7 separate regions of the Mus musculus genome follow, and regions 1, 3, 4, 5, 6 and 7 are each linked to region 2. A link is a contact called in public promoter capture Hi-C and targeted proximity ligation data. All regions are on one chromosome and are shown on one strand. The core of a region is the stretch at or near the end of the contact, and the rest is flanking DNA. Distances in the headings are between cores, read along the strand shown. Region 1 holds the start of Clcf1 (cardiotrophin-like cytokine factor 1). Region 2 holds the start of Klc2 (kinesin light chain 2). Region 3 holds the start of Tigd3 (tigger transposable element derived 3). Region 4 holds the start of Pola2 (polymerase (DNA directed), alpha 2). Region 5 holds the start of 9430078G10Rik (transcription initiation factor TFIID subunit 4). Region 6 holds the start of Ssh3 (slingshot protein phosphatase 3). Region 7 holds the start of Coro1b (coronin, actin binding protein 1B).

Region 1 (2,700 bases), core at 15-2,514, 900 kb before region 2:
GGAGGGGCTGTGTTGGACTGGCAGAGTGCCCTCCTTTCCCAGGGGTCCCAGCAGAAGTGGGGGGGGGGGTGAATACCTCATGCCATTCCAGAGACAGGCATCACCTTCCACGGCTGGCTGCCACCGCTATCTACCCCTGGTGAGACTACAGAGAAACAACACAGCAACTTATCAGATGACTTAATTGGTGGAATGCTTCTACAAGCACCCAAGACTTGGGGACCAAATGACTGTCCCCCAAGAAAAATCACAGAATGGGGCTGCCTCCAAGCCCCAGATGACAGCTGTTTCCTCTGCACTAGCTCTCATGCTCCCTCGCTCTCCCTGGCAGCCCTCTGGAGAGGGAGGAAGGAGGAGGAAAGGAGACCCTCCTGGGAGGGTCTAGGCTTATGGGTCCCCTAGGTCTCCCACTCAGAAAGTCCCAACCCAGGCCTGAGGGGAAGGAGGGAGAATGCTCTTAGCCAAACCACCCCTACCTCACCACCGGAAAAACCAACAACCCAAACCCCCAAAGGGAAGAGGATGCCAAATGTCTCGATGGGGAAGCTTTTCACTAACGGGATGCTGGGTCTATCCATGGCCTTGAATCTTCGAGTTCCCGCTGAGTCACCCGTGAAGCCTCTGGTGTTGAAACTGGTCCGGTGCCTTGTGCTGATTAATGAATTACAAATCCCCCACCCATGTGCACTCTCCCTGGTCACCGGGAAGAATGAAAACCCTTGTGAACTTGACTGAGAAGCTGGGCCCTGGTGCCCTCTCCCCTCCTCAGGGGGCATTGTGAGCTGGTTAGTCACCTGCCCCAGCCCCTGGCGCCACACTTAGCTCTAGCTTTTGGAAGTGGGACAAGTGGCGGGACAATAGGCAAGGGGGGCGGTCAGCCCAGACAAAGGGCAGCAGGAAAAACACCATCACTTGCTTGGAGGCCAGCTTGCTGGCATTTGAGAGAATGTGTCATTGCATTTACTCAAGTGGGAGGGGGAGGGAAGGTTAGAATGAAGAGGCAGAGGTAGAGTGGGTACAGGGACCCTCAACCCGGCAATGAGCAGAGGGAAGAAGGCCAGCATGCCTTGGCCGACACCAAGGAAGAAGCCCACACCAAGGCCAGCTCCCTTTCCAAGCTCTCAGGAGTTTGCCGAGGGACGATGCCCTCCCTGCCCCCTCCCCCAGGAGGCCTAGGGTGGTACCGTCGCAGCCTTGCCTCACCTCACCACCCCCCCCCTCAGTGTTGTGGGAGGGAGAGGAGCCCCAGAAGCCCTCCCTTCCCTCCTCCCCCCTCTTCCCCCCACCCGGGGAGGGCTGCTACAATTTGTGGTTACAGCTTTACACGTCAGAAAAAAAAAAGTTTGCAGAATGTCCCACACCGAAAAAAAAATGCGAAACCGAGAGAAAAAAACCTGCGAGTGGGCCTGGCGGATGGGATTATTAAAGCTTCGCCGGAGCCGCGGCTCGCCCTCCCACTCCGCCAGCCTCTGGGAGAGGAGCCGCGCCCGGCCGGCCCGGCCCCCAGCCCCATGGACCTCCGAGCAGGTAGGAGCCAGGCGTCCGAGGCCGAGGCCTCCGCCCCCGCCCAGCACCAGTGAGATCCGGTTCCCGTCCTCCTCCCCACCCTCGGAGCCCCAAGCCCGGGCCGGGCCGGGGAGCAGAGCTCGGGCTGGGGAGGTACGGCCGGGCGCCCTCGAGAGGGGCCGGGTGGGGACGCGGCATTCCTGGAGTCCGCTTGGCGGAGCCAGGAGGTGGCTGAGAACGCGGCGGGGAGCCTGGACAACCCTCAGACCTGGACGGGCGGCCACCTGGAGCCGCGGCGAGGCGGGGTCCCAGGGAACCCGCGGACACAGAGCCCCGCGCCAGAATCGGGGCGAGCGAGTCCGAGGCGGGCAGCGAGGGTGTGGGGGGGGGGCCGCGGCGCAAGGGAGGAGGGGGCCAGGAGAGGAAGAGGGAGGGAGAGAGGCAGAGGGGGAGCCCGCGGCCGAGCAGCGGGAAGCGAGGGGGAGGCCGACACCTCGGGCCGCGCTGAACTCCTTCCTCGGCCCGCGGGGAGGGCAGGAGGGCGCGCGAGAGGAGGGCGGAGGGCAGAGCAAACCTAGCTGGGCCGGGCCGGGCCGGGCCGGGCCGCCACGGGACTCCGGTTACTACGCTGCGCGCGGCGTGGCCGGAGCCCTCCATGCTGCCCACCGCCTGGGAGCCAGAGGCAGGTAGGCGCGGCGGGGTGGCCGGGGCCCCGAGCCCGCGGTGGCCTGGGAGTGATTACTGCAGGAGGGTGTTGTGGGGGAGACGCAGCCTGGCCGGACCCAGCAGGAAAAAGTCCGTCAGCGGCCGGGAGCGCCGAGACTGCCGGCAGCCCCTCGAGCGGCTGCCTGGCTAGGCGGCCCGTGGCAGGAGGGCGGGCCAGGCAGGGAGTGGACGCGCCGGAGCGGGCAGCGGCTCAGCCGAGCCCCGAAGCCCAACGCCCGGACCCCGCCTCCGCCCCCGCCGCCGCCGGGAAGGGAGCGAACGGGGGGGCGGGGCCGGGGGCGCCGGGGCCACACAAGGGGAAGGCGCCATCGCCGCCGGGAGGGGTCCGAGATCGAGAGGTCACGGTCGAGAAGGTAGGGCCAGCGAACTGCCAACTTCCACCGCCCCAGTTCTTGGAGCTGATCCCCTCAAGCAAAGTCCGCGTAGCTTCTTCAAAGTCCCCACACCCATGTTCTCACCTACCTTTCT
Region 2 (2,700 bases), core at 186-2,685:
CTGTAGCTCAGCACACAGTAAGTGAGAAGCTATACAACTTAATGAATTCATGCATAATTGTATTGTGAGGGGAGGTTACTAAAGTATTTCTGCTTTCTTCTGTCATCCCAGTCTGTTAGGTAGAATGAGGCCTGAATGGCATAGCTCAGTGTGAGGTAAGGGTGCCCGTTGGGGCAGGGCGCAGGGCTGGCATTTCCAAAGTGTATTCATTGAACGTTGCTTATTGTCCTAACGTGACGCTCTGAAAGACTTGTGTTTCCTTGCTGAGGGTGTTCCTACATCACCAGGGCCCTTCGGGTAATCTTCCACCACAGCCCCAACACTGACCTACCTGAGCCTCCCCAAGCCCCAGCTCGATGGCCTCCAGGGAGCGGCGCAGGAGGAGGCAGCGCTCCTGTGAGCCCGGCTCGGCCTCGCCTGCTTCATGAGAAGCTAGGGGAGCTAGCAGGGCACGATGCTCCCCTCTCAGGGTCTCTAAACCCTGGATCACCGCCTTGGTGCCCAGCACTATCTCGTCCTGACTCAGCTTCTCCTCTCGAGGAAGCACCATCGTGGCCATGGTCGTGCCGTCTGTGGAGGCAAGGGGTGGGGCAGGCGGACGCCAGGCCTAGGGCCACACCGCCGTCCACCCCAAGTTAGGTAAACACCGGGAGGTCCCCGGACGCCTAGGTCCCTATGGATGTCCAGATCCCTCAGCCCGCAGTCCTCGCCGTGCCAGCACGCGGCCTACAGGGGGCGCGCCAGGCTCGTCTAGCCTAGGGAGACGCAATGCGGTGTGACTGAAGTGAGGCTGGACCCCGATTCCGCCCCAGACCACCGGCTCAGGCCAGTTGATCTAAAGCCCATCTTCGAGAGTTATTCGGAACTGTCCTAATCGGTACACAGAGCACTAGGGCATTGCAAGGCGTTCCCAAGTCAGACGCCACAGGCTCTCCGGGCAACTGGGTCTCAGCCCTGGCGACAGCCCCTTTCCCAGGGCAAGCGGAACCACGAGCCCCTCCCCCAGGGCCGACCGAGCCCCGCCACCCCGTCCCCGCCCCCGCCGCTCCGGGGAGACTGCGGTCTTTAGTTTCGGGACAGGTCTCTTCAGGCCGCGCCCACAACGACCCCTCCCGCAGGCTGGCCTGAGGCCCGCAGACCCTCCCTAGAAAAGGCCGGATTCCCAGCCCCAGCCCGGGACCGCGCCCCCTCCCCGCGGGCCGGTCGGGTCCTCCCACAGGCCGCGCCCACGACCACGACGACTCCTCCTCTAGGCCGACCTGCAACCGCTCCTCACTGTCCGGCTTGACTGGGTCTCCCGGCCCAACCGGCCGGCGCCGACCTGCACCTTCTGCTTTGGCCCGGCTCCGGCTCCTGCTCCTGTCCCGCTTCACCCGGATCCTCGACCGTGAGCTCGTCTCGCTGCCTCCATCCCGCCGGCCTTCCCAGCAGTCCCCGCGCCGCCTTAAAGGTGAAGCCGCTACCTCGGCGGCGTCGGAGGGGGCGAAACACGCTCCAGCCGGCCAGCTCGCTGCCTTAAAGGGGCCCCGCAGGCCTGGCCGGCTTCGGGGTGGGGCCAGCCCAGACGGGACGCAGAGGGGCGTGGCTGGACTCGCCCCCTCGGACCAGAGCTTCCAGGTCTGTGCGCTCTGCGGAGCTCCGACCCCGGACCAGAGTGACTGAGGAGCAAGAAGGCCGACCTCCTCAGATTCCAGAGCGAGTCGGTCCACATTGATTGACTGTCAAGTGTTTTTGTCGATGTCTTAGTGCATTGACTTAATGCTCACAAAGGGCTGGTGAGGTGGGTGTTGCCATTACCCACCTCTCACACATCTGACCCCCCAGCCCCCTCCGCGCTCTAGAGACGCACCTCTTACCGGCTTCGGAGGTGACTGTGCCTGTAGGGAATTCTCAGCATCTAGGTTTGCTTTGTGAGGGAACAGAAGGAGGCTTCTGGTTAAAAAGGAGAATTGGGTGGGAAGGAGCGTGTGGAGGTCGGTGGAGAAGGGAGAAGATCCACGCCCCTGAGGGGAATATCTGGGTGGATACTGCTGACCAGATAAGGAGGTCAGACGAGTGCCTTTGGATTGTGGTGGTGTCATTGGGGGGCCTCAGATTGGGTGTCACCAACTCGGAAGGAAAGACCTCTGTGCTAGATAGTTTTATGTCAACTTGACACAAACTAGGGTCATTGAACAGATGGGAATCTCGGCTGAGAAGATGCTGCCATAGGATCGGGCTGCAGGAAAACCTGTTTTCTTACTGATTGTTGTGGGAGGGCCCAGGCCAGGGTAGGTGAGGCCAGAAGGCAGTTCTGAGCAAGTTCAGAGGGCAAGCCCAGAAGCAGCACTCCTTCATGGGCTCTGCATCAGCTCCTTTCTCTGGGTTCTGTTCTCTCTGGGTGCCTGTCCTGACTTCCTTCACTGGATGAAGAGTGCACCAAATAAACCCTTTTGGTCACTGTGTTTCCACACAGCAATATTAACTCTAACTAGGACGGCCTCTTTGGTCCCTATCCCACTAGATTCTACAGTACTCTTCCCATCTCTACTCCACACCCACTTGGTGCTGACACAACATCGGCCTTTCTAACATTTTTCTTGTTTTGCCTTCTGGAATGTAGGTCATCACCTGTTGGCTGGGGCCTGGGGTAGATAGAGAATGTGGTAGCAATCAGTAGACGGCTACCTTACAAAGCGTGCGGAGGGGAGGGGATGGCTG
Region 3 (2,700 bases), core at 120-2,619, 780 kb after region 2:
GCCCATGATATCGGCCAGTTCCTTGGCCTTGTGGAGCAACATGGGCCCCGTTACATCCCAGGCCTTGGCTCGGGCAATGTGGTACCAGCACAGTAGAGCCTCATCGATCCCACTGTATTTGGATTCACGCTTCCGCTTCCGCTCGTGGTTGGCTGTGCCACTGCACCAGTCTGCCAACAGCTTCTCCTTATTCTTGCAGATCCGTGAGATCTGGGGCTGTGAGACCTGGAAGCGCCGGGCCACCTCTGACTGGGACATCTTAGACTCATCCAAGAGTTCCAGCACCTGGATCTTCTCAGCCAGGGACAGGGCGTGAAGCTTCTTCTTGGTGTTCAGCTCCATGACTCCCTGGGAAGCTGCTGGGGGAAGAAAAGTAGGAGAGCGTGCCAATGGCTGAGAGCAAGAAGAACAGAAGAGGTCGGGACCCCTGAAGCCAGAGCAATTCTCTGGAATGCAGAAAGCTGGAGGAGACCAGGCCAGCTGAAAGAGACATGAGATGGCCAGGCTGTGGGAGGAGAGGGCTAGACCCAGAAGAGAGCTGGCAGAGTCGAGTGTTTCTGGTCCGAAGTGGAGAGAATTCTGGGCTGGGGTTTGGTATTGATGGGGTGGAAGGATGAATAGAGGCTAAAGCACAGCTGTAAAGACAACCAGGAGACAGCTGCAGGGACAACAAAGGAGCAAAAACAAGGAGAGGCCTGGGGCTGAGGCTGAGCGGGGCAGGTGTAGGGGACATTCAGGGTGCCAGGGAGGAGTCCCCTGAGAGGAGATGAGGAGGAGGAGGACCTAGGTTGAATTTTGATGGCTGAAGGCAGGTGGTAGACTGAACGGACAGAGTCGAGATGAACAGGTGAGATGGTACAGATGACAAAGCCAGATGGATGGTGTCTGAAGGCGCTAGTACAATTCGGCGCTGGCAAGGCGGGGTGGTAAAGCTACCCAACGGTTCAACCAGGAGAGTGAAGATGCCAAGACGACAAAGGGAGACAGGGTGAGGAGGATGAGGGCAAAAGGGAAGAAGTGTCCTCTGCCCAGTGATAGCCTGGAGTGATATCAGAGAGAAGGGAGCACCGGCCAGGAAGCAGGCGGCTCGAGCGCTGGGCTCTGCGCCCTGGTTCGCTGAGTTGACCCCTCGTCAGTCGGCTGGACGGACACAGGCGTCGACCCCAGCCCGCCCGCCCACCCGGCTACAGGGCCTCCCGCTCCGCACCCACCTCCAGGCGCCGTCCCGCGCCTCCAGTCCCTGCCCCAGCCAGGTTCCTGGGCCTCAGCAGAACCAGAGAGTGACGGGCGCCGCGACCCGAGGACAGAGCGCGCCGAGAGGCTGCTCTGGAGCGGGCGCGCGCAGAGCGCGCACAGCCCTCACCCGGGTCTCTCAAGGCTGGGAAAACCTCGTCGCGGCCCCTCCGCAGCCCCGCCCTAACAAACTGATTAGCCATCAGCGGCAACTTGTCCCGCCTCCAGTTACATCTGATTGGATGCTGTGGAAGTGGCGGTTTGTCAGCCCTCCGGAGGAGGAGCTTCCTGAGTGGAGGGGTCTGGCGGGAAGAACCGGCCTTAGTGCCTATCACTTGTCGACCAGCCGGCGTGCCTTGACAGCCACCCAGGTGATTTCGACCCCATCCCTACGTGGTACCTAACTGGGATACCGGCCCTCCAGGATTTGTTTTGGAAACAAGATGAAAGGAGAAAATGAATGAATGTAAGCTTTTAGTCACAAAAGAGTTACCATGGACAGCGCTGGCCTCTGGTCTTGCCAACGGCCTACAAAATACACCGGTGGCAAGAAAGGACATTTTTTTTTTTAACCAGTTTTGGTGGGTCACGGCAAGATCTAAATTCCTGTTAGTCACTTCCCTCCTTTGTAACTAGGTGTAGATAACTTAGCCCTCCCTGCCCCTAAACAGCCAGGACCCCACTTTTTCATAGGTTTTGAGCCTATCCATTTACCACTGGATGCTGTCAGTCTCTCCAAGTGTCGTCTCCTGCGAACCAAATATTTTCTCTTAAATCTATTTTAGTGGTCTCATCTGCACATTTCTTTTTTGGCCCTCAAGACTACTCAGTTGCTAAGGATTAGTGCCTGACTCCCTGTACTCCTGGCCTACATAGCAGAACAGGCAGTGCATAGTCCAGACAACTCTGTGCAGTAGCAGGCCAGGGCTCAGCTTTCTCTGGCAACAGTGACCTCAGGGTGCTCTAGGAAAATCTGAGCACACTTCAGTCGATATATAAGTATTTAGCTAGAGAGGTTTGGGAGGGGTTCCCTTCCTTGTTGAGGCAGGGCTTTGCTGTGTAGCATACTCCCAGTTGGATGTTAAGCTTCCTGCAGATTCTGTCTCTGACTTCCATGTCCCTCTAAGAGTGCTGGAATAAGGGCTGGTGAGATGGCTCAGCGGGTAAGAGCACCCGACTGCTCTTCTGAAGGTCCTGAGTACAAGTCCCAGCAACCACATGGTGGCTCACAACCATCCTTAAGGAGATCTGACTGGTGTGTCTGAAGATAGCTGCAGTGTACTTACATATAATAAATAAATTTAAAAAAAAGAGTGCTGGAATAACACACATCATCCAGCTCCTTATCTGGGATGCAGGGACAAAATTCAGGTGGTCAGGTTCACAGTCAAAGTGCTTGTCTTGGACAGGGGTACGATGCCAATAAATAAATGAATGGGGAAAAAAGAGAGAAGAGAAGAGAAGAGA
Region 4 (2,700 bases), core at 59-2,558, 850 kb after region 2:
GTCGGTCCTCTGGAAGAGCAGTCAGTGCCCTTAACCACACAGCCATCTCTCCAGCCCCAGGGCACAGAATCTTCAAAAGATTTCAAGTTCTTTTAAAAAAATGTATATATTATTACTTTATGTGCATTAATGTTCTGCCTGCATGTATGTCTGTGTGAAGGTGTCAGATATTGGAGTTATAGCAAGCAAAGCAGACAGGATGGCACTAATTCAGCTCTTAGCCTTGAATTCTCTATGATCCTCCAGGCCTCAGCCTCCCACGTGCTGGGGTAACAGGCAAGCCCACTTATACTACGGTTTTATTTCCTACAGTAAGAATTTCAAGGGGTACACACACTGCTATTCTGACACTGATGCACACATCTTCCAGGAGAGATGTGTGATTTAAATCTTTACCACTGGTCTCTGTGGAGCAATAGGATGAGGCACTGTACTCCAGAGCAAAAGTCAGGGGTCGGCACACAATCAGGCAACTAAGTCTCCTTGCCCATGTCCCTCCATCTATAAAGAGAGGGAGCCAATAAGCACCTTGAAGTTTCTTCCAAAGCTAAAATAAAGGACTAGGATCCACCTAGAGGAATTCCTATTTGCACAGATCACTAAAAACTCTGATGAGCAGGGCATGGTGGTGTACATCGTTAACCCCAGCACTCGGGAAGCAGAGGCAGGCGATCTCCGTGAGTTCAAGGCCAGCACAGTAATCTACATAATGAGTTCTGGGGTTACCCAGAAAGACTCTGTCTTTAAAAACCAAACAAACAAAAAAACCTCTAATGAGAAAAGTCATTGAGCAAGAGATGACTAGGTATGAGATGCAAACGGTTCCAATGTCTCCTATTGGTAATGTCACCTGTTGTTTAGTCGGGACCCAATAGGTACCACACAAGCATATAGAACTTGGAAGCGATCCTCTCGGTTCGGGACTCACGTTTCTCCAACAGGGAGTCCTCGTAGTCCAGGCCGAAGATCTGTAGTTCCTCCGCCAGCTGCTGGGTGGACACGGCCATGGTGACCCGGGAGTGGCCGGGCGCCTGCCGCCGGGCCCCGACCTCAGCTCTACCCTGCAGACGCTTATCCTTTCGCTTTACCGGAAGGTGACAGGGACGTGTCACGAGACCACCTGGCCTAAGCCCTCAAACGACCCCAGCCACCAGGTCACAGAGAAATACTTCAAAAGCCCTCGAGAGGTCTCGATCCAGAGAGAAAACTTGCTTCCGAGGACTACACCTTAGCTTCTCCGTGAGGAGCACAGCACAGGAAAAACCCGCCAAACGCTTTGCCTAGCGCGCGCTTGCGCGAGGTTCTGCTCGGGCCCCGCCCTCCCCGCGCACGCGCCGGTCCTCCCACTGCAGCTGCGCAGAACGCGCCTCTGCGCGTCACTCCGCGCGGAAATTGAGAATCGAGACCCCGTACTGTGGCTGTTTCAGGAGTCGCCTGTTCTGCTAAGCTCTGCGATGCTTGTTTGTCCCTTTTTTTTTACCCTTGGCCAGGAGGCGCTGTTTGTCTGTATCTTGCAGTGACTGACACGTGTGTCCAGCACGGCCCTGGAAGGGCACGTTAGCTCCTTCCTCCCCCACCTCAGCATCTCCATCCTGCTCTGCCTTGGTTCGTCCTGATCTAACGCTTTCGTAGGGAATGTGGTTATTATAGCTGTTATGATTGTCAGTCACGGGGATAGCGGGAGGGCAGGTCACTGAAGGGGGAGTGGTTAGAGAGTAAAACAAGGAGTGCATTCTCTTCTTGATGTATTTACCAAATTTTCGAACCAAAATCTCCATTGATTTGGCTTAGGTCAATTGATCTGTGACACCCTAAGAATGGAATGGAAGACTGGCAGAGCCTTTAAGAAAAAACGGTTTGAAGCTAGGCCTGGTAGCACACACCTGTAATCTCAGCACTTGGAGGCTGAGGCAGGTCTCTGCAAGTTCCAGCCAAGGCTATACAGAGAGACCCTAACAAGCAAGCAAGAAACACCAAACAGGACTGCAGAGATGGTTTAGCAGTTACGCTTACTGATCTCACAAAGGACTTGGGTTTGGTTCCAGCACTAGTGTGGTGGCTCACAGCTGCCTCTAACTCCAGTTTCAGGGGACCTGAGACCTCCTGACCTCCACAGGCTCCTACAATCACATGGTGCACATACATACACTCAGGTACTCACAAACACCCATTTAAAACCATGCCGCTAGCCCCAGCACTAAGGAAGCAGAAGCAGGAAGATTACTGAGTTTAAGGCCAGCCTGGTCTACAGAATGGCACCCAGAACAGCAGGGCCACACTGAGAAACCCTGTCTCAAAACAAAAACAAAGTGTGTCTGTGTGTTTAAAGGCTGATTGAACTTCAACTTTCTCAGTGAACATCGTGGCTCAAAGCTTCAATCTCAATATTTGGGAGGCTGAGGTGAGATATTAACACGAGACTGCAGCCGACTAGGCCCACATTTTAAGTCTGTCCAACAGAAAAACAAAACAAAACAAAACTTTACTGGGTTTTCACACTAGTAGCAGGAAGCACTGGGCTGGGCTGCAGGAATTTAGCCACCAGGTGGCAGCAAGGTCACACAACACTACGATTTAGTCCCTCAGTGCTGCCACACATCATTAACATCTGAGGCTTATGGCCTTTCTGATAAAGAGAGGTAAGATTTAAATACAGCCTCACAAACCTTGAACCAATTATCACCCATTTCTAGAGATTAG
Region 5 (2,700 bases), core at 128-2,627, 720 kb before region 2:
CACTATTGCAAAGTTAGGAATCTTTGTCTCATTACAATCCACAAAATCCTTTGATTTTCAGAACTGCAATGATTTCTCTAAAACTTAAGACTTTAACTCCACTGCCAAACACTATAAATTAAGGTTCTAACTACCTGACCAAAAAAAAAAAAAAAAAAACACCCCAAAAAACAAAACCAAAAAAAAAACCAAGTGAGATATCAATATATTTTCACCCCTCCTCTGGTACACAGAAAAGCCATCTAAAATAATTTTTTCCAAAAGGAGGGAATTGAAAATACTAACCAATCTCTGGCTGTACCGAATCCTTTCTTCTTCAGGTTCCATCTCTCACTCTTCTGATGGAAGTACAGTAAAGAAACCACTCCAGGGATGCCTTCCTCTTCCTAAGGATCCAAATTTACAAAGGAAATGAAGAGAAATAAGAACTCATTATGGAACTTATACCTCCCCTTCTCATTAAGTTAAAGACTCTGAGAATCCTTTATCCTCTTGGGCAAATGGTGCCATGTCTTGTCAATATTAATCACATCACAACTATAAAATAAGACCTAAGCAAAAGGAGACTTTGGTTTCAGTTCCTTAGGACCAGCCACATCATTTGTTTCTGCTCATGGGATTGCAACTAGCAAAATTCTTCCTGCTAACATTAGCAATAGATAGATAAAGAGATAGATAGATAGAGGGGACTGGAGACATGGCTCAGTGCTTAACAGCACTGCTGCTTTTCAAGAGGATCCGAGTTCAATTCTCAACAACCACATGGCAGGTCACTGTCTGATTCCAGTTCTAAGGGACCCTTACACAGATATAATGCAGGTGAAAAGGCTCAGGACTTTTACTTCTCTTCTTCTGTATGTTTGCTGGTGTGTGTGTGTGTTTAAGTTTTGTTGTTTTGAGACAGGATCTCTCTACATAGCCCTGGTGGTCTTGGAACTACAACATAGACCAACCAGGCTTGCCTCCAACTTACAAGAGACCCGACTGCCTCTGCTTGCCCAGTGCTGGCAAAGGTGTGCAGCACCAAACCCAGGAAGGACTTTTATTTCTAAAGTGCTGAATGGCCAGGTGAAGGTGAAGTACACACAAAACTAAGCCAGACCCTAAACCAGTGAGTTCTCAAACAGGTAATAACAAATTATAAGCAAAACGGGGAGGTTACTTTCATTAAAAAAAAAAAAAAAGAGGGCAAGAAAAATTTGGTTTTACAGAAAGACTTCAAACCAATGTCCCATATCCTTCTAGTAAGGAACTGCCTTCCCCAAACTACCATCCACCTCAAGGTGGACAACTACAGAACAAATTTGAGAGTTGCAAACGGAGGCAAAAATACCATCTAATCTAGATGAGTAAATAATAAATGAAACGTCTCGATATATGGATACGGGTGAAACATCCATTAAATAAAGGCCGGTTGGCACGTCAATCAATCCACAACACCAAGCAAGGGTTTTCGTTTTTCTAAATATCTTTCTCCAGAATAATGGCTTCTAATTGGATATACAAATGTTTTTTTTCTCTCTTGTAAATATAATACGGCCACGTTAACAAAATCCTTTCAGAGGACCCGATGACATAGTTTGCGAGAGCAGTTCGTGGCACTGCCCTCCTCGGCCTCGGTCGCGAGGGACACAGTCTGCACCCCAGGGCCGGACAGCAAAGCGGTAAACCTCGACTGCTCCCCTAGGGAAAAGGCGTTCTGTGGCTCACCCCTTGCAAAGAAATAAAAACTTTACATTAAGTCTTTAGATAAGACCGGGAACCAAACTTCCCAGGGCGGGGGAGGGGGGAGGGGAAATCTCACCGAGGATTTTGTTCTTGAGTTCTTGTCCAAGAGAGAAGTAAAATTCCAAACACAGACAAAATAAAATCCCAAACGTCGTCTTCGGTATTTCTGTGTATTAACCCAGTATCCAGAGAAGGGTCAGAGCGACCCGGAAAAGAGGAAACAGTTACTGAATCAAACCTCCTCTTCTGGCTTTTACAGACTCCGCGTCCGAGGCGTCAGGGAAGCAAGACCACTCGGCTACTCCCCCAAGCTGGCGGTCAGCAGCCCCAGCCCGAGACCCGGGTCAACCGGGCCGCGGGAAACACCCTCCTCTCGGTACCCTCAGCCGGCCACAGCCGCTACCGAAGCCCAGGAACCGCGGCCGATCAGCTGAGACCCGCCCGGCCGACGCTCCCCGCGCCGCCCGGCCCCCCGGAACGCGGGCCCCGGCCCCGGGGGGCGGAGAGGGCGGGAGCAGCGAAGCGCCCTGACCGGGGGCCTTCGGCTGCCTTTGCGTCGTCCCCTGAGCCGGGGCTCCGCGCTGCGGGACGATCCCCCGTACACCCCCAGCTACTCCCCAGTAGCAGAGGAGGGACTCCGGGGGATGGGCCCCCTGACGTTGCCCTTCCACGCGAAGAGCCCACTGCCCGGGAGGGAAACAACCGCGACGGGCCCGGGAACTGGAAAGGTGCTCTGCGGCCCGCCGCCGCCGCCGCCGCCGCTGCCGGGGAGGGGTGTTGTTTCCCTCACACAGGAGGATCCGCTGAAGCAGCCGCCGCCATTTTGAACCCGTCAGATTCTCACATACACACAGCTCCTCCGGCCTCACTGCGCAGGCGCCCTCTCTTCACCACCACCCCCTCCCTCCCGTCGCCTCTCCACCCCCACCTCTTTCGAGCCTCCCTGCGCGTCTTACCGCTCTCCGGGACACA
Region 6 (2,700 bases), core at 83-2,582, 850 kb before region 2:
TCAGCCTCAGATGCAACATTACTGTCCCCTCCATCCTGAAGTCCCAGGACAGCCCCTCGGAGCACCGCAAAACTCTGCCTGGCAGAGCGATGGGGACATGGTTCAGGTCATAGGTTTTCAAACTTTAGGGAGGCTGAGTCCCCTGGCTGGCGGAAGTGGGCTGCTGGCCCGCTCTCCAGAGTCAGATGGGCCGGAGTGAGGCACAGTTTGCACTTTTGTAACCAGGACCCTGATAGCGGTAGGCACCTAGAGCCAGCCTTGGGCTCTCAGGCTCCTCCTCACCTTGTTTTGCACCTTTGGAATGTGTTCCTTTTCGGGGTGGACTCAGATGCTATAAACTTGTTTAAGCACTTATACTCCTTCAGGTCCCATCCTGCCCTTGGTCCTGGGATTACTGGGCGAGCCAAGGTCCAGGTAATGTGTGAAAGCATCTACTGGCCAGGGCTAAGTTAACCATGCTGGTTCTTCCACAAGCCAGAGATGTGATGTTTGCCAGCTCCACCCACAGCATCTGCCTCCCACCTAAGCATGAGTTTATCTGACAATACTTAAGTGAGTCCTTGGTCCAAGCAAGACATCAGGAGTCCACAATGGCAGCAGCTAGGCCACAGGCTATAAGGAAGCATTTGTCAGACAGAACTCACCTGCGCTGGAGCCGGCCTCTGCGTCTTACCACTCGGTCCTGCTGAGAAAGCAGCCCGGGAATAGAGTAAGAGAGCAGCTTCCAGGACAGGAAGCACCCAAAAGCCTCTCCTCTTCCTACAAGGGAGCGCTAGGTGGAAAAGAAATCTCTTTCCTCTGAAGCCGCTCCCCTCCAACAGGCCCCAGAGAAACCCGGCCTAAGTCCAGGTACAGCAGTGCTGCAAGGATAGGGGGTTGCAGAGTGTGGGAGGTATTTGGGCAGATCTGGGCTTCAACAGACCCGGGCGGTTCTCAGGATTCCGCATCTACCTACGTCGAGCTCCTGGGAGCCTCAGGGCCTCCCAAGTGCCTTAAAACGTGAGACTCAAGGTCCCCCTCCGCCTACTCCCAGCCGTCTGCTAGGGGCAGGACTTGCTCCCTAAGGCCTACCTTGGCAGCCAACTGTAAGAGCGTAAAACCAAGCTAAACTCACCGTGGGTCCCACAGGCGTGGAGTGGCCACTTGCCGGCGGCGAGCGACTCACTGTGACCAGCGCCATAAGGTAGGCAGGCCCGGAACACCTGGGCGAACACCCGGCACGACCCCTCCCTCAGCCTTACGGTCAGTCCCTGCCTTCGCACAACCAGGAAGAAGAGATTGGAGCCACCAGGGCCTGGCACCTCCTCGGGAGCGGCCCTTAAAGGGCCCGACTCATGACCAGTCTGGTCGCGTAGAGCTGGTACCGAGCGACAGCGGCCCCGCCCCTGCGGTCTCGGTTCAGCTTGCCCCGCCCCGACCGCGCTAGAGGCGTGGTCAAGGGCGTGGCGCAGGTGAGCCCAGACCTCACTTTCCCTGCTTTGGTCGCTTTGCCCACAGAAGGCTTTCAACCCTTCTTGCTGCACCCAGTAAGACTTGGACCCCCACTGTTTGGTTTATGCTATGGTTTCTTGGAAAGGAAGGAGCAAGGGCAACAGTTTTGTTTTTGAGACAGGGTCTCACTATGTAGCTGACAGACCTGAAACTCATTATATAGAGCAAGTCGCCTAAAACCCAGAGATCCACCTGCCTCTGCCTCCCAAGCACTAGAATTAGAGGCATGCGCCACCATACCTGGGAGGCAATGGGTCTTAAATCTACCACCCCATTCCAAACTTGCTCTCTTTTCTGCTTGGCTGTCATTCCTCTACTCTTGAGAAGATCTGGGAGAACAGAAGGCCTTTTTGGAATTTTTGCAATAGTCCCCAATACCTGTACGCATTTCAGGTCCACCCTAGGGGTGACTAGGACAGGGCTGAGCCCCTTCCCCAGAGAGTGACTTGCTTAAAGGTTCATTCTGGTAGAAAATACTTGAAACAGGGGGAACCTGTGCCTGAGTTTTGGGGATGAGGTGGGAGCTTCCCCCAGTAGGTAGAATAGGAAGACCCAGCCCAGCGGGAGTATGGACCATCAGGCTGGGTGGCAGGCAGAACCTGGGGTTGGGGTAGCATCCAGGGAAATTTCAGAATCTCCAGGAACTCCTGCCCCGTGAGAAGTGGTCTTATTTTCTAGCTGTAGAAATGGAGGCTCCAAAGCTGCTCAGTGCCAGCTCCAGCGAGGACTACCCATCAGTAACCCCATCCAGTGTCCCCTTGGTTCCAGACCACGCAGGACAGCAAGCCTACTGCTGATGGTCTCTTTATTTCCACCTCAGTCTCACTGCTAGCCTATCTTCAGTGCCCAGGTCCCAAGCTCAGCAGCAGACAGTTTATAAATAAATAAATTACAAAACCAGGCAGAAGGCATGGCCCTGGGGAGCCGTCCCAAGGCCAGGCAACTCAGTGCTCTGTGAGTGACAGCTGCAGGATCCGCTGTAAGTCGTCTTCTTCCTGCTGACCCCGTCGCTCCAACTCCTCCTGTTCCCTTGAAGACAACTCCAGGGCCAGGCGAAGCTGCTCCTCAAAGCTTGGGGGTGCAGGGGATGGAGGTGTCTTCTGAGGAGATTCTGGACCCCTGGACTCTGTGGACAGCTGTAGGCTTTCCTGCAGGGCCCTTCAGGGTAAGGGTTGAGGGGAGAGCAGACCAGTGAGAAGGCTTGGGGAG
Region 7 (2,700 bases), core at 50-2,549, 970 kb before region 2:
CACAGGGGAAGTGACACTTGAGGCCTGGGGTCATTGAGGGATGAAGCCTTCCCAAGGCTAGGAAGAGCTTCCAGAAGGAAGAAGGGAGCAGGATGTGTTAGCCTGAGGTGGGAACTGAGGTTTGCTGTCACTGGGACACGTGCTGAGAGGGGACAGTGCTGGGTGCCCTGGGGTCAGACAGGAATTCTGACATAGGAACATGGAACTATGGATTTTATTTGAAGTGGGGTGATGTGGGGGGTGGGGGTGGTACTTAGAACTGTAGCCACCTGGCATCATATGGGCTTCCCTGTGAACATCTGCTACCCAAGTCAAGCCACACTCCTGCCTCCCTAGCTCCAGGTTTTACAAACAGTGAGAAATCCCAAGACATTGGAAATAACAAAGTTGGGCTGAATCCCAGCTGGGAGGTCTCAATCAAGCACCTGTCCTCTCTAGGCCTGTTTCTTCAGAGTATAGTGACCACTGAGGTGGGACACAAGTCCACTTAGCCTCCCACACACAGTTGGGGCCTCATGAAGGCTAAACAAAGCACCTTTACCTCTGCCCTGCCTCTTCCCACGTCCCTCTTCCCTTTCTGGGAAAGACGGCCTCGTATCACCACTGGTTACTGGAGGTAGACACAGAGGAATAGTGTTCTCTTACTACAGTGGGTCCTAACAGGGACACCTACGTCCTCCAGGATGAGAGGAGATAGGGCAAATATGAGGAGGCAAATCCAGGCTCTGATGGGATGGAGGAGAGAAAGGACATGCATTATGCATGGGATCCACTGTCATCCTCTACTTCGATTTTCTCTAAGCCAGAGCAGGAGCCACAGGAGTCCATCAAGATGTAAGAGATTGCCTTTCACCTCTTCAATGTACATATCTGACATCAGGAACCCCCCAACTTTAAAACCCATACCTATGGCAGGGTGTGGTGGCACATGCCTTTAATCCTTGCACAGATATCTGTAAGTTCTTTGCTAGTTCCAGGCCAGCAAGTATGCAGAGTAACAACCTGTCTCAAACACAAAACAAAAAACACGTGAAAACATTGGAGGCGGAGCGAGAGAATACTTTTGGGTAGAACTGGGTAGGGAAATCAGAGGGCAGGCTTCACCCCACCTCAAGAGACTCGCACAGTCTGTACCCGCGGCTCCAAGCAGGCCCGCCCCTTTCAACAAGCAGCCCAGGGCCTGGCGACTAGGCCTTGCCCCGTGGGCGGGACATCCTAAAGCCCCGCCTTCTGCGCGTGACCTTGCCCCGCCCCCGCCTCCCTCGGCTATCACTTCCTGATTCCCGCTTCCTGCTTCCCAGAGGCCGGGATCCGGAGCCGCCCGAGGTCGCCGCCGCAGTCCCCGGCGCCCCTGGGGAGCGGAGAGCGGTGAGCGGTGAGCGGTGAGAGCGGCAGGGACGGACTAGGGGCGCAGACGTGGGCCTGGGGCAGGGGGCGCGAGCCGGAAGAGCGCCTCGCCCCACCTTCATTCCCGACTCCCTCCCACCCCCCAGCCGCCCCTCTCTCCCTTTCTGGGCTGGGATCTTTGGAAGTTGGGTTCCTGGTTCACTTGGACCGTGCTCCAAGGCCACTTTGAGGACCTGGCAGTATCCTCGACCCCTGTTCAGCCAGGGTCCCTAGGCCCGACTTCTGCAGCTCTTTGCACAGTCCCCGGGACTGAGCTGCGGCCTTGCTAGACCAACCAACCCCTTTTGCTGCCTCTTCTCCCCATCACCCAGCCTTCAAACTCTGGGTGTGGAAAGCGCCTTGGAACCATCTGGGACCTACAGAAGATCTAAATTCTGTCTCCCTTTCAGCAGCACACACACACTCAGACCCCTAGCCAGGGAGGGGATGGGGAGGCAGAGAGTGTTGGTCTGCACCTATGAGCCCTTTCTATAACTGGGGAAATAGAGACTCCCAGCTAACGCTGGACCAATTTCCTGGTGACATGCTCTGTGTGTCTCTTTGGAGAGCAGAGCTGATTCAGGTGTCTCTGCCCTCACAGACATGTCCTTCCGAAAAGTTGTGCGGCAGAGCAAATTCCGGCATGTATTCGGTCAGCCGGTCAAGAATGACCAGTGCTATGAGGACATTCGAGTGTCCCGAGTTACCTGGGACAGCACCTTCTGCGCAGTCAACCCCAAGTTCCTGGCAGTGATTGTGGAAGCCAGTGGTGGAGGCGCCTTTATGGTGCTTCCTCTAAACAAGGTGGGCCTCAGCGGGTCAGGGTGGAGAGGACATCTGAGGACACTCTGGTCACACCTGTGGGCAGGGCAGTTTGTGCCACTTCTTGGCCCGTGGCTACTGATGGATTGTTGATGGAAGTAGAAAAAGTGTTTATTGCCACCAAGTGTGGATAAGAGGCTGCAGCAGGCATTTCCTCATATGCTGGGTGGAGCAGACACATCTGGGCCACCAGGAACCAGGGCAGTCACATTATTCTTGCACCTTGGAGGGCCCATAGATACTGGGAGGAATGGAGGTCGGGACTTTGGGTTCTTCTCTGACTGCTCTTCATGACTACAGACGGGCCGCATTGACAAGGCCTACCCGACAGTGTGTGGGCACACGGGGCCTGTTCTGGATATTGACTGGTGTCCCCACAATGATGAAGTCATTGCCAGTGGATCAGAGGACTGCACTGTCATGGTGAGCAAAGGACCGTTCAAGTCAGGGTCTCAGGGTGTGGCTGAAGGATGCTGGCAGCAGGGGCAAGCA

The links. Promoter capture Hi-C pulls out the DNA fragments that hold promoters and counts their contacts.
Region 1: a contact with region 2 is called in a targeted proximity ligation map of pancreatic cancer cells. A contact is called at or near these places in 1 of 39 promoter capture datasets (liver) and 1 of 130 datasets of targeted methods (pancreatic cancer cells).
Region 3: a promoter capture Hi-C map of liver shows a contact between it and region 2, with 3 times the contacts expected there. A contact is called at or near these places in 1 of 39 promoter capture datasets (liver) and 1 of 130 datasets of targeted methods (embryonic midbrain).
Region 4: a promoter capture Hi-C map of liver shows a contact between it and region 2, with 3 times the contacts expected there. A contact is called at or near these places in 2 of 39 promoter capture datasets (the SN4741 cell line and liver) and 1 of 130 datasets of targeted methods (bone marrow-derived macrophages).
Region 5: a contact with region 2 is called in a promoter capture Hi-C map of cranial neural crest. A contact is called at or near these places in 1 of 39 promoter capture datasets (cranial neural crest), 2 of 130 datasets of targeted methods (bone marrow-derived macrophages and large pre-B cells) and 1 of 9 other capture datasets (pancreatic islet).
Region 6: a contact with region 2 is called in a targeted proximity ligation map of pancreatic cancer cells. A contact is called at or near these places in 2 of 130 datasets of targeted methods (bone marrow-derived macrophages and pancreatic cancer cells).
Region 7: a contact with region 2 is called in a targeted proximity ligation map of pancreatic cancer cells. A contact is called at or near these places in 1 of 39 promoter capture datasets (liver) and 1 of 130 datasets of targeted methods (pancreatic cancer cells).

The regions. Positions count from the first base shown.
Region 1 is chr19:4,212,974-4,215,673 of GRCm38.p6, forward strand. It overlaps Clcf1 (cardiotrophin-like cytokine factor 1), which reads left to right and starts at 1,265. Exons shown (of 3, transcript NM_019952.5): 1 at 1,265-1,527. The coding sequence starts at 1,512. It overlaps Gm45928 (predicted gene, 45928), which reads left to right and starts at 1,452. Exons shown (of 4, transcript NR_132309.2): 1 at 1,452-1,527. It overlaps LOC102631992 (a long non-coding RNA gene), which reads right to left. Exons shown (of 4, transcript XR_003952884.1): 3 at 77-2,700.
Region 2 is chr19:5,116,863-5,119,562 of GRCm38.p6, forward strand. Klc2 (kinesin light chain 2) reads right to left here and starts at 1,436. Exons shown (of 16, transcript NM_008451.3): 1 at 1,260-1,436; 2 at 332-570. The coding sequence starts at 559. LOC115489018 (a long non-coding RNA gene) reads left to right here. Exons shown (of 2, transcript XR_003952889.1): 2 at 1-2,470.
Region 3 is chr19:5,892,759-5,895,458 of GRCm38.p6, forward strand. Tigd3 (tigger transposable element derived 3) reads right to left here and starts at 1,370. Exons shown (of 2, transcript NM_001362045.1): 1 at 1,212-1,370; 2 at 1-359. The coding sequence starts at 342.
Region 4 is chr19:5,962,898-5,965,597 of GRCm38.p6, forward strand. It overlaps Pola2 (polymerase (DNA directed), alpha 2), which reads right to left and starts at 1,309. Exons shown (of 18, transcript NM_008893.3): 1 at 929-1,309. The coding sequence starts at 1,007.
Region 5 is chr19:4,394,507-4,397,206 of GRCm38.p6, forward strand. It overlaps 9430078G10Rik (transcription initiation factor TFIID subunit 4), which reads left to right and starts at 1,378. Exons shown (of 3, transcript XM_030251152.1): 1 at 1,378-1,387; 2 at 1,824-2,700. The coding sequence starts at 1,378. It overlaps Kdm2a (lysine (K)-specific demethylase 2A), which reads right to left and starts at 2,571. Exons shown (of 21, transcript NM_001001984.2): 1 at 1,805-2,571; 2 at 286-386. The coding sequence starts at 327.
Region 6 is chr19:4,267,901-4,270,600 of GRCm38.p6, forward strand. It overlaps Ssh3 (slingshot protein phosphatase 3), which reads right to left and starts at 1,333. Exons shown (of 14, transcript NM_198113.3): 1 at 1,115-1,333; 2 at 645-685; 3 at 1-78. The coding sequence starts at 1,180. It overlaps Ankrd13d (ankyrin repeat domain 13 family, member D), which reads right to left. Exons shown (of 15, transcript NM_026720.2): 15 at 2,280-2,649. The coding sequence ends at 2,436.
Region 7 is chr19:4,147,355-4,150,054 of GRCm38.p6, forward strand. Coro1b (coronin, actin binding protein 1B) reads left to right here and starts at 1,300. Exons shown (of 11, transcript NM_011778.3): 1 at 1,300-1,382; 2 at 1,988-2,190; 3 at 2,509-2,631. The coding sequence starts at 1,990.